Regions from separate parts of the Drosophila melanogaster genome. Here regions 1 and 3 are each linked to region 2. The links are chromatin contacts, called in public Hi-C maps. All regions are on one chromosome and are shown on one strand. The core of a region is the stretch at or near the end of the contact, and the rest is flanking DNA. Distances in the headings are between cores, read along the strand shown. Region 1 holds the start of l(3)mbn (lethal (3) malignant blood neoplasm). Region 2 holds the start of vn (vein). Region 3 holds the start of CG34342.

Region 1 (4,439 bases), core at 1,902-4,401, 280 kb after region 2:
TATGTTGAGACCAAGTTCGATTGTTTTAGTGTTTGGTGCGTTCGTGTTTGTGTTGGAGGTTTGCAGTGTATCTTGGAGCAAACCAAGACGACTTGCCACAGTCTGTGCAATGGATTCCCGGAAGGGTAACTGCACATTCAGGCCGATGTCTGAAGAGCCATCGGGCTTACCTGGTTGAACTGGAGCCAATGGCTGTGAAAGTGTGCGAATTTCCGTCTTGGGAGGGGACTTTTTTAGGAAACAACCGGAACAGGCCTCCGAGTTGAAGTTGTACTTGGGCAGAGCCACCGGAGCTGCAGGAAGCAGGACCTTTGGAGTCGTTGTCACAGGAACACTTTCTGGAAAGTAAATAATATTACAAGTCATTCAAAAGTTCCCCTTGATCACCTATACAATCCTCTGTTAGAAATTTCCAAATAAAATGTATTACATTTAAAAACAAACCAAAACATATTATACAAGTTAAGATTATTCTTATCAAACCAAAAACGTTTGGTTATATTTAGAAACGTAGCTCGAAAACCAGTATGACTTTAAAGGAAATAATCTGAATGGAAGTCTGATTTCAATCGGGTTTATGATTTGAATTAATAAATAATATTATCAGACCAAAAGCATATATTTTAGTGCTGTCATAGGTTCGTATTGCAATTCGAATTAAATATTCAGAATCGGTCAAGAATTCTGTCAATACTCACTTGAACCAACTGGACCCGCGTAAGGATAGCTCTTCATGGAGATTATCCGGAATTTGCCCTCCTCGTCGGTGGCATAGACCGTCACGTGATAGATACCATCGGCGGTGATGAACCCAAACTCGCCCATGATAATGCCGCGTTCATCTGTGAGTTGGGGAAACAAGATGAGATTTGACCAAAATGATTTTGTGTTCATTTTGAATATGAATGCGAATTTTACGCCGATATGTGATTTTTAATTTGTTTGATAACCAGCCACGAGCAGGCCCATAAAGATTAAGATCTAATAAACTGTATCGATAATGGCGATCATAACTTGTGAGCTGGTTTCTTAAAACCCCTCAACCGCACCACACACCCCCATCGCTTTGAATTGATATGTTAGGCAGCTTCCTACGTAAGAAACATTCCTATGTTGAGATGAATTTATTAATCTGGATGACACTGTGGATGGTCTGAAAGAGGTGCGTCTCTCACCAAAGCATCCTGTCCAGCCACCCACTAAAATGTTCTCATTTGAAATTCTGGCTTGTGGCCTTTGTGTCTGGAAACAGGTTTCCACAATACTGGCCAACAAGTTTTAACGGTTTGCATCAATTGGCTTTCGCTTGTTTGTTTTAGGTTTAATTCAAATTTGGCTTCGTGTCACTTTCCCATTTGTCTCGATCGATTTCGACGGGGCTTGAAAACAATTCTTTATTTCAATTTATTCTTTTGTCGTGATCAATTTGATTTTAAATTGTTCAATGAGCTGGGCTAAATAATGAAAACTATTAAACTCGTATCAATATAAATTAAGACTATCATTTTCTGGTTATACAATTAACACTAATAAAAAAATAACCATAAAATTAACATACATTTTAGTGGGTAATAAAAATTGAAACTGGGAATAAATTATTATAAATTATAATTAGAAAATTATTTAACCAAAATTAAAGGATTTATAACTATTGGTAAAGTTTCATTCCCACTTAATTATTTTACAGTACAAAAACCTAATGTTTGTAATCAAGAGACTATTCATAAAGAAGGCAAGTAAAATTTCAAACAGTATTTGGTTAGAAAAAATTTTAATTATGTAATATAGTAAATAGTAAAATACAATTAAATATATTCTAAGTGACAATACATTTTTTTCTAGTATGTTAAATTTAAAGTTACGTATTATAGCTCTGAAGTAATGCCCCGTAAGCTAGACTTTAAAAATCTGATGTTGATCAATAGATCGTTCAATATTTAAATCAAAGGTGCCGAAATTGTTTTTGTTAGGATACCGTTTATACCGTTCTCCTTTGAATAGTTATACAACAAACAAATATCATTTTGCATGCACAACGAGTTCCTGAATTTGTTTGTTAATATGAACGTAATACAATTTTTGGCTCAACTCTGGCATTTTATATGCCAGAATTATACTTATAAATATTGAAATGTGGCTGATCTTTTTGAAATTAGCATTAGCCAAAGAAAGAAAAACCATAAATAAGCCAAACATTTGTGTGTTCGAAAGAGTCTACATGTTATGCAAATCGGCCACGTTTCGTTTTCGATTTTCTGAAAACTTTATCACCGATTCAGCATGGAAATAAAAATCATAACGACCATGCATGCCATTTGGACACTACACAATGGACTTCAGAGATGAACCCCCGGCCATATGTGTGTTGTGAAGATTCCGCTAATTGCCATTGGTGGCTGGTATTTCAATTGCTGGTGACCTGTCGCTCAGGTGCACCGTGCACCCATCAAACGTGTATTGTGTGGCATTGCACAAGCCGCCACTAGTCGCACTCCGGCTCAAAAGTCAAAAGTTATGGCTTTTTTTGGCTAATGCTGGCTGCTAGCTGCTGGATGGTGCTGCATTTGTGCATCTGCTCCTAACGACTCTCGAGATGACGCATCATCTATTTACATATTTCGGTTTCGGTGTCAATAAATCGACGCACAGTAGTCAAGATATGCTAATGGTTTAATTAGCGTCATTTGCTAGCTCAACCAGCTCACCTCTCTTCTCTGCCCGATGCTGCTGCTCGTCGATGGTGAAGCCGAACTTGTAGGGACGCACTGTGGTCGCGGCCGACAGGACATGGGTCAAGGTGCACAGGAGCAGCAGCTTTAAAGGGAACTCAATGAATGCCGGGTTCAGAGTTGGGATCAAACTTAAGCACTTACAGCACAGACAAACGCCATCAATTTTAGGCTCATTTTGGGAATTTATTATTTATTTAAATCGGTCACCAATTTTATTTTATTTTCACGCCCTAATATAAACTGTCAGAGCTCACACAAAAACGCATAAATAAACGGGCGTTTATATTTTAATACAAATACGCGATTATAAATATTTAGATTTCAAGCGGACGGAAAGACGCGTTTCTCACGGCTAGATTATCGGCACGGAGCAAGCGCCTTAGAATGAAACACACCCCACGATGTTCGGCAGCGAATTGACAATGTTAATAATATTAGGTAAACATTATAAAACATTAGAGGCGGACGAGAACCTGCCGCTGCTTGTTGGCCAAGTGTGCGTGCGAATCTCTGCCTTCTACACGTTGTGTATTTCGCCAAGTCGGATCGCATAGCTGGTAGCATTGGCCAGATCGCATCACACCTCTTGAGCCTCAGCCAAGCCTGTGCTTATAATTTAAAATTTCATGCAGTTTGAAAAGTTATTTATTTGATTATTTAAACTGCTTGTCAGCTAGTTCTGAACTTACTAAGTAATTTGCATCCTCGATATTTTTTATACAAAAGCTAAATTAGTTTTGGTAAATAACCTTTTTGGCTTTTATTGCTAGACTTCCTGAGTATTTTTGGTCCGTATTGATTTATTTGTAGATTGAGTTCTAGTAAAGTGCATACAAAAGTCGTTATTAGATATTTTTTATATTTAAGCAAATAAAGATCCAAAAAAATCAAATTATGAGAGAAGTTTTACAAGATTAAATTTAGAATGGTCTAATTTATTAGTACTGTATTGAAATTTAATAACACTTTAGATTGGTCTTCAAAATCGGCTATCAGGCCTGAAGGGTAGTTCATGCCGATTTGTATCTGTTAATAATTAATCGACCCCAATGTATTTGCAATCCAACTTGTTGAGTCTCATCGATAGCCAGGCATTTGACCTGCTTGATGAGCAAATTCGAATGCAATGAGGAAGATGTTTGCACTTCTCTATTTTCATCGATCGGCAATCAGCAGTGAGCTTATCTTCTGCCGGATACTGCAAGTCAATTGTAATTGAAATATTGCTGTCAAGTTCGGCAATGACTGATGTTGTATGCTAAAATTTGCATATTAATTGCTATAACAGTTGTCTTTCAATACGAGCATAAATGATTCGCGTCTAAAGAGACGCATCACGAAGATACTGGTAATTAGCATTTAGCCCCCAAAAGTATGCAAGGGATTTAAAAAGTTCGTTGCCTAAGTCATTCGATTTCAATGCAATCTGAATAGCTATAGCCTGAAAGTAAGCTTAAGAGTCTTTTATGATTAAACTATGCACTTTAAATCCGCAAAGCCGACTATGCATTTGGGAGAACTTTTTGTTTTTATTTTATTAAGGCATACTGGAAATTTTCGTTTGATTTTGTTAAGATAAGTTAAAAATAGGAAAAATATATTCTTTTTTAATATTATTATAAGGGCCCAAAAACTTTTTCTTTTTTAATAATGTTCATGTAATAAGAACACCTAATAAAGCCTGAAGACGACTGGGTATGTTAGCGG
Region 2 (4,524 bases), core at 934-3,433:
GCTGATAATTAGCAATATCAATGGCATTAGTTGCTTTTTTGTTTTTAGACTCCATTTGCGCAAATGTTGCGCATACATGGCGTCCTCCAAAGTTGTTGCTGCTATTGCCCCGACTTTATGTACAAAATCTCGATAGCGAGTGTTGCTGCTGCGCTTTGCTGCTGCTGCTGCGTATTGCTGCGTGATGCTGCTGCTGCTGCTGCTGCTGCTGCTGCTGCTGCTGCTGGGGGGTTGGTGTGTCCTTTGTCCTTGCAATTTGCCTAAACGTGACAAATGTAAAATTCGCTGCCTCGTCGTTGTGGCTTGTCGTATTTCCGTTTATCCTGCAAATACTTTCGATAGTTTCGTAGCATTTTGAGCGACAGCAGGGGCAAGAGAGAGACGGACTGTTCGAGAGCGAGAGAGAGGGGGATAGTGTATTTCGGACTGGTCTAACACACTGTATGCCTAGCATTAATTTATGAACACTTTGCCGCACTCGATTGTTGCTGTTGCTTTTGATGTTGCTGCTGCTGCTGTTGCTGTTGCTGCTTATTTTGGTGACTCATTTTTGTTATCTGAACAGAATTTCGCCGCGTTTCACTTGAGCGATCGCTAGGAGTCGACGCACGGCCACGCCCCGCTGCACGCCCCCCCCCAAAATTGGACGGGCCTAAGGTCGCGTGGCGTTTGATTTTTCCCCCACTTTTTTCGTAGCGCTTTTCTTCACGAGGCTTTTCACGCGCGCGATCGTTTCGTATCGCCTCGATTCGGGTTCGGATTCGTATTTGTATTCGTATTCGTTTGTGGGGCTCGGATATTCGTACTCGTATTCGTACTCGTATTCGGCTTTAACTTCGGCTGCCGCTCCTGCTGCTGCTGTTGCGTTTGCTGCTCTTGTAATTGTAATCCTCGGCGCCAGATATACGATAATGTTTGTCTGGCCGTATACGCGATCTCTCGCCTATATAGCCGTAGTCGCACCCGTAGTCGTAGCCGTAGTCTGATTCACGAGTCGTCTTTTCTGGCACACACACCGCTGCAGATCTCTGATCTCTGATGACGACGACGACGATGATGATGGGGATGGCGATGATGATGATGATGATGGTGGATATTGGACGGCGGATGGTGTACGGCGATGATGATGTGCGATATAGCAGACGCGGACACTCTCGCGTATCTCACGGATACGGATACACGGACGGGGCACACACAACACACACGTCTTCTAATTTTAGACAAAAGTAATTATAAAAGAAAAAACAGAGCAGAGTGCGCCGCGTTCAGCTTATACGCATATATATCTTCTACTTTGGCTTTGGCTAGATATATGTGCAATACATATATACCCGCATCTGCTGATGTATTTGTGCACCTTTTCGATGTCTGCGTGCTCACTAGCCGATTATATAGAAAAGTCGTCGCAACAGTCGGCTCTAGATAAATATATATATTTTTTGTGCATATATATATGCAACATGGGAACGCACACAATCACACGCGCTGGCACGAGAAGCGATCGTTTTTGTTTTATATATCTGTGCGTATATATATGTCTATGTGATAAGTACATATACCAAGTGCAGGCAGAAGTTGTTGCTTCAGGAGAGCCAAAATCTATGAAGATGCCCCGGCTGTTGTTGCACTGTTGTTGTTTTTATTATTATAGTTGCCACTGCTGTTTTTTTTTTATTTCATTCATTCCGCAAAAAGTCCGCTTTGCCGGGGAAAATCAGCAATTGCACACGCTTAATGAAACCGAAAGTCCTTTTACACGTTCGATCGATTTGTGTTGTTCGATTTGCTTGGTGGGTCACTTCGGTTACTCCAGCTGATGAAATTCGCTGGGAACTTTTATTCTTGAATATTAATAAATCAACGATTTTTCACACAGAATTTCACTGATTTCAAAACACTCCACTCGGATCTGCAGTTGTCTGGCTGATCTTTTATCAACGCCCTCAGTGAGTATCTGAACAATAATAATATTTGGCTATCTTACGGATTGCCGACAATCGCGCGCCCGTTCCGTTGCCGTCGAATGGTTTCTGCGGACTGTCGGTGGAAACTAACTGATTGTGTATGTTGGTTTAAAATTATTCTTTTCTCTGCTCCTAACACAGGCGGAATTTCGTATAATTCTTTTTTTATTTGGACGAACTCGCTCTACGGAGCGGCACAGGTCTGCTCGATTTGACGCCGCGAAAACGACTCAAACGTATCTCACCGATGCAGAGCAGAGTTGTAGCATTCACAACGTATCTCACGGATACAACTCAAACGTATCTCACGACTCAAACGTATCTCACTGGTCGGAATTTGTTCGACTGCGTTCGGCCGTGTTCGAATATCTTCGGCACGCTCATTTCGCTCAAACGTTGAGTGTTTTCTCCAACGTTTTCTTCTCACAGCAACGCCAGCATTTTCTCAACCCTGCAGTTTTCTCTCAACAATTTCGGGTGATCCAATTCATTACTTTATATCAATTACTTAAAGGCGATTTGTGGTTAACAATTGGGATATTTAATATGGAACATCAAGGAGGGCACGAGACCTTTACTTATTCGTCTCTAAAAGTATGCTTCACAATATGCTAATTTCTTTAGAGATTGCTCTAAAATTCTTTAAGTCTATAATGTCCTTTTTTTTTCAAATTTAGGGTATTAAAATATATTTTGTAAATCCGATTTACTCTCTCGCTCTCTCGAAAAATCCCTCTATTCCTCTGCTGCAAGGATAATTTCTTACCGTAATAAGTCGATACGATATATGCTAGAAAAACAACGTATTAAAAAAATATCGTCGTTACTCGTTAAAATGAAAACCGAACTAGGAGGGAAATCGAACCCGTTGACGATTAAATAGGTGTCTAACGACAATATTATCAATCCAATAGATAAAAATAGATAAGAGGACAGTTGTCATTGGCTTTTGCTCCGATTTCCAATAAGTTACTCATAATCGTCGAGCTTCTGATAGGCTGCTATAAATGAGTTCCAGTCTGAGGGTCTTTAAAAATTATTGCTCATACGCAAAAAGTTCAAGTCCTAGCTCAATGAGTCATTCCAAGTAATTGAATGAATGATGTGCGCTTATGCTGCATTTGAATAAGTTAAATGTACTGTCGGCGATCTTATCTAGTTCAAGAAAGTTTGGATTCATAACTAATCTTAGTTATCATTACAGAGCTGTAACTTTTTAACAATTTGCCTAAAAGCAATGAGCAATTTGTTAACAAAATTGTGAGCAAGAGACATAATTTTTTCTATTTATTGCTAATCGATCGATCACAATATGAGACCCTTACATAACTCGTCAATCTTAATTTAGTTTTGCTTTCATCCAACAGCTCTTAACTCAACGCTTTCGTTTGTTTTGACTACGGTTCCGGATTTCCTCCCGTTTTTGATATTTTCTTATGATGACTGCGGCGGCGAGTTGTCGTTCTTCTGGGGGCTCAGCTTTTTTCCCATGATTATTTGCTTTATTGTCAAATGTCAAGCCCACAACAGCGACTACAGAAAAAACAAAATGCGGCAGGTGATTCCGTCCAGCGCTTGGAAGTCGTGTAAACTTAACGTTTTTTTTTTTTTTTTTGTTTCTTACTTGCCCCAGCTGCTGATGTTTCACTCGCTGTTGTTGTTATTGTCAAACAAAGCTTCCACTTGTTCTACGCACTGCGCATAACAATAAAAGAAGCTGACAGAAGAAAAAAAAAATAAAAGAGAAAAAGCATAAAAGGGGAGCTTAGGTGGGGCGGCAGTGGTGTGGTGACAAGTGCGACAATTGTAAGAAAAGCCAGAAGCAAAGAAGGGTTCAAAGTCGGCCACTTGTGACGGAGCTGGGCCAACTTGGTCTACGTCATTGCCAGTTTCTGAATGAGCAAAACAGGTACTTACCCTACTTATCGAAACAAACCAGCTGATAAGAGCGCAAAAAAAAAACGCTACCAAATGATAGTGTTCTTATCGATTGGGCCAACTATTGCAGTTCATACGCGAAAAGCGCCCGGAAGCGGAAATAAAGCTCGACACCTGTCGCCGCTGCTCAGCGATCAGCGTTCAGAGTTCAGAGTTCGAGCAGGTAGATTGTCTTGAGTTTGCTAAGCATATATTTGAAAAGCTGCAAAAGTGAGAGAGAGAGACTCCATTGTCTAGTACGGAAGGAAGTGCTGGAAGCAAACGTTGGACAAGCTGCAGAATCCAGGGATCCAGATCCCCTCACTCCCTTTTAGAACCTGGCTGACGACAGACAACAGCTGCCAAGCGCAGCGTCATTGTATCATCAAAACACAAACACATATATATATATACAAACAATGGCAACAAGAACAACAAGGGCAGCGAGCCAAGCCCACAACAATAACAAACATGAAAACATGAAAATTTTCCAAAAGCAATTTCGAAATGCGCGCAGGCGCAAACATTCAATTCCTATTTGTCGTCACAGGGGAGGCCGGTAATGTAAGATGGAGCCGAGTTGGGAAAACAAACTAAAGAAAAACAATTCTAATTTAATTCCCACTAAGTGACTTAATGAACA
Region 3 (4,522 bases), core at 1,009-3,508, 330 kb before region 2:
GCAGCAGCAGTCAGTGATGGCAAATATCTAGTATCTTAAAGATGTTACATGTCTTATAACTATTACTATTTCACAGCTAACAAATTAATATCAATTCGTGGCCTACAGCATTATTCGAATTGGTGGCAACAAAAAAATGTGAAATAATATTTTCACTTTGGTAAATGAGTCTCTATTGTACCCCTATCCATCACTGTTAATCGCTCAAGCAGCGATCTGGTGGGGAATCGGGTCTGCTCTACGCTCCATGATAGCTTGCAAGTCAGCACACAAAATGCAGCAGAACGAGCGGTGGCAGATGGAATTGGTCCTGGAAACAGGACGCTGTGGCGGGAATCCTGCAGTGCCACGCGTGCATTGAACATCGACAACAAAGCAATTTCAGCTTAAAACAGTGCTAGCGGACTCTAAGCAGACCGACCAGGCCTGAGTGACTTGTATGCAAAATGTTTTTGCAAACAGTACCGGGAAGTTGAGGAAAAATAAAACCGACCAACGGATGCGGACGAGGATGCAGATGCAGATGCGGATGGGGATGCGGATGCGCCCGGATGGCAGGACAATAGCTCGCGCATGCCAGGCACTTGAAGCATGCACAGGAATTTTCATTTATTTATATATTGTGTTTTATAACCACCAGCAGGCGAAGCAACACACATTTTCACAGTTTTACGTGGCGGCGGGGTTTTTTCAATTTTTGTTCAAAAGTAGAAAATATATATAGATATACATATGCACATGCATACATATCGTGCTCCTCTTGTGATCAGCAAAACAGAGCAGAAAAAATAAGGGGCGAGAAACGAAGGAAATAAACTGACTGCCTGGCTGGCGTTGTCGTAAACATTGAGCCTGCCTTTGGCATGCAACGTTTTACGTATACGTAATGCGCCAACTAGGGTTGTCGAGAGGCACACGTTGCGATAGTTCGAACACTGAAAGAAAATTTACTATGCTAAATATGCCAGCTGCAAAAGATCGGTCTGCTAGCAGTGCACCCTAATCTGTGGAATGCCATCTCAGATATAAGTATCAATTACAGCTTATTTACTCATTTTGTCATATTTTTTGTCAAGGTTAGTACTCCTTTTCTTCAAGTGTAAATAGATAGTAACAGACAGGAATCGGGGGAGCCATCCAGATAGGCAAACACAACAAAGACCCATGAAAAGTTTCTCACACAAAAAGTCCATTGATTGAATTGCCAACAGAGGAGTGGTTGCGGTGGATTGAAACTGGCGTTGGAGGAAGGGCCGTTGGAGCGCATCAACAAAAGTTACTCACCTGGACCTCAGACGAGAGCATTGCTCGGTCGGCGGAATCAATGTCCAGGTCGATGGCACTGTAATCAGCGCGTATCGGATGCACCTTCGCCAACAATTGCGGTGACTCCTCGCGCATCCTATTGAATATCTGTTCGAAGGCAGTGGGTTGGGATTTTATCCGATATTGTACTGGCCAACGGCATGGAATGGTTCGCCTGACAGCAGGCTCCCGCATCCTGTCCTGACACTTACCGATTCATTGAAAAAGCCCTTCAAACGCTCCTGCACGCTCATGTTGTCCTTGCTGCGTATCAGCATGTAAATTTTACGCAATCCAAACGAGCGAAGCAATTTCTCTGTTAACACTTTGCCCACGAAGCCCGTACCGCCCGTAATGAGTACGGTGGCATTGCTATAGAAATCCGTAACCGGTGTCGCACTGACAGCGGCGGTGAAGGGGGCGGCAATCCCATCGACGCTGTTTGTTCTTGTGCCGGACGACGCCTCCTGGAAGAGCTGCTCCTCCTCTTCCTCCTCGACATCGTGGCCACTGGCACACCCATTGCTACTGCGTCGTGAGGAGCTGGTGGACGAAAAGGCCTTGCGAGCAGCTATTGGGTGGATTACGGAATAAATATAAAGCCAATCAGTTCAAGGACCTATTAACTGCAGCTTGGAATTAACAGAATCACAAGGATAACATCTGAGTTTTTCACTTTCGTTTCCAAAAGTATGTAACAACATACGACATATGTTCTATACATTTAGAAACTTTGGTATATAAGTGCAATTGTTATATCACAATATGTTCATGTGAGCCATTATCAAAGATTTTAATGGTCTCTCTCTTAGTTTTAAATAATCTTTATGCTTAAAAGGATGTCGAATAGACATCTTATATATGAATATTCAACTTCAATTTTACACACTTTTACTTGGATTTGCCTCGTGCATAATTTCCAATGTTGTTTTATATGGCTTATCCAAAAATCGAACCGTTCACTTCAAGGGTAAAAAGCACATTGACAAGTTTTCAATTTCAATGCGACTAAAAAGTAGGATTTTAATCAATAAACGGCAGACATGTATCGAAAAGATTTTCCCACCGCAAGTCAATTATATTAATATGAAGTACACACGATATATATCCCTTCTAGCCCAATTATACTATATCTATTTGTGTGTCCAACAACCCCTGCACTTTTCCAACGAGCACATCCATATATATATATATATATATATGGCTTAAAATGCGGACAGGGGGCGGGTGCGGTTTGGGGGGCATGGCTGACATTGTGGTTGCATTTGACCTGATGACCTGGGCGCCGGATGTCTGGCAAAAAGTGAGACGGCGGATCCACCTCTCTTTCACTCTCTTTCCATCCGCTTGTTGAGCCATTTTAAACAATGTTAATTATTCAATTATCAACAGCCAATGCGGCCACGTCCGTGTGACCATGTGTCCTTCTAACTGCCAGTGTGTGTGTGCGTGTGTGTGCGTGTCCCCATCATCCGTGTGTGCGTGTCCATATCCTCCGTCATAGTCACAGTTGGTACTTGTTCATCGCGTGAGCAAGTGCGCAGCATATGTTGTTTGATTGCAAGCGAAAAATGAGGCTCAAGTAAAACGTGCACAGATGCACTGTCAAAAAATTTGTAGAACTTTAGATTAGTTAAATACACCTATACTAGCTTATACAACTAATTATACAACATTGGTAAGATATATTATGAAATAGTTTTTCTTCTTAAAATGTTCATTAAAATGTTCTTTCTTGAGTGTAAGAAAAGTTACCTTGTAGTCAAAACAAATTTTTACACTTTGAGATCAAGAACTGTAACTTAAAAGTATTCAGTTTTTTTTTCCTGTGCACGCATGGCTGTGTGACATAGTTGTGGTTCTTGCTGCAGCCGTCATATATTTCTGTTCAATTGTCATTGTCCACATTCAGCCTGCAGTTGTTTGCATGGGCATTAGGGAAAAACGGTTGGCCAAATCGTTAAACGCTCATTATGCCATGAGCTTTAAGCGGCTTGAAATTTCAATTATTGATGCGCATTTAAGCATATTAACACCATACTAAGCGTATTTCCAAAATTTTATATGATTTTGAGCCTGTGGTGTCTCAGCCATTGTTTTTAGGCTTCACTTAATATTAAGTTTCCTATTTTCCGCCGAAAATAACACACATACTCAATGCGGCACCGCATAAGGGTTAAAGCTTTCGATGTCTTTGCTAGCGCCGCAAGAAACTTGAAAGCTCTTCGACCATCTTGGGCTTTTGATTGCCCATTTCCGGTGTGAGTCTCTGCTAAGCGATAATCTTTTAAGTAAAAAGCGCTCAAGTCAAAACTTTTACTTTCATTTAAAAGTAAATTTTCTTGATGTTTCAAATTTATAGCAAAATGCCATAATTTCAGTTCGTTTGAAACAAACGAAATGAAGCGGAAATTGCGAACCGAATTTATTCGTACAATTTATGGGCCACACATGAACAATAATAATTCATTCGGCTGCATGTAATTAAGAATAATAAAAATACTGGTATATTTTGTTTGTTTGCTTAATGACTCGAAATGTTTATTCGTTTTCGTTTGGTAATTAAATACAATAATAATTACATTAATAAGCCTTTCTGTTTTTTAATGACAAATATTGTACATTACATTTGCTTACATCCAGCTGTGTGCTTGTGTAGGATTTAATACATAATCGGATTGTTGTTAAAATACTATTTAAATAATTTAATTTAATGCTACTTAATTGATTTCAGGTGCTAATTTAATTTGATTCATTTTTTGTTCAGCTAATAATACATTTGATTTGGTGAGTTTTGGTTTGAGTTTGATAAGGTCATTAACGAATCGATTATTTACAACGTTTGGACTTCGTGCTTTAAGGATCGCAATTTGAAGATACCATTATTATAATACTGTACACGGCTCACGACCAGCATTCACACTCATTCAATATATATCCTTCTGCGAAACAATTATCAGCAATGGGACTTGTAATCACAATTCATTAAGACGAAATCACAGAGGCAAATGGTCATGTTCCAATGACACATTTAGTTGCGGGATATCTAAACACTGTAAAGGGGTTTTACTAAAGCCTTACATACAATTACAATAAAATTTAAACATATTAGTGTAGTAGCTATACCCTAATAATAGTCATTCACTAAAACATTAACACACATACGTTAAATGAATGAGCTATGACAGCCAATTTACTGGAATACACATCATATGTG

The links. Hi-C and Micro-C count contacts between places; a contact is called where the count stands out from the background.
Region 1: a contact with region 2 is called in a Hi-C map of the Kc167 cell line, with 5 times the contacts expected there. A contact is called at or near these places in 2 of 107 Hi-C or Micro-C datasets (the Kc167 cell line and eye imaginal disc).
Region 3: a contact with region 2 is called in a Hi-C map of the Kc167 cell line, with 4 times the contacts expected there. A contact is called at or near these places in 3 of 107 Hi-C or Micro-C datasets (the Kc167 cell line, larval central nervous system and wing imaginal disc).

Annotation. Positions count from the first base shown.
Region 1 is chr3L:6,125,656-6,130,094 of dm6, forward strand. It overlaps l(3)mbn (lethal (3) malignant blood neoplasm), which reads right to left and starts at 3,152. Exons shown (of 6, transcript NM_168157.2): 1 at 2,874-3,152; 2 at 2,706-2,814; 3 at 699-842; 4 at 1-338. The coding sequence starts at 2,906. It also overlaps asRNA:CR46005.
Region 2 is chr3L:5,843,481-5,848,004 of dm6, forward strand. vn (vein) reads right to left here and starts at 2,184. Exons shown (of 6, transcript NM_001014565.2): 1 at 1-2,184. The coding sequence starts at 78.
Region 3 is chr3L:5,508,602-5,513,123 of dm6, forward strand. CG34342 reads right to left here and starts at 2,259. Exons shown (of 10, transcript NM_001169880.3): 1 at 2,195-2,259; 2 at 1,518-1,876; 3 at 1,285-1,413. The coding sequence starts at 2,219. Lkr (Leucokinin receptor) reads right to left here. Exons shown (of 8, transcript NM_139711.3): 8 at 3,820-4,522.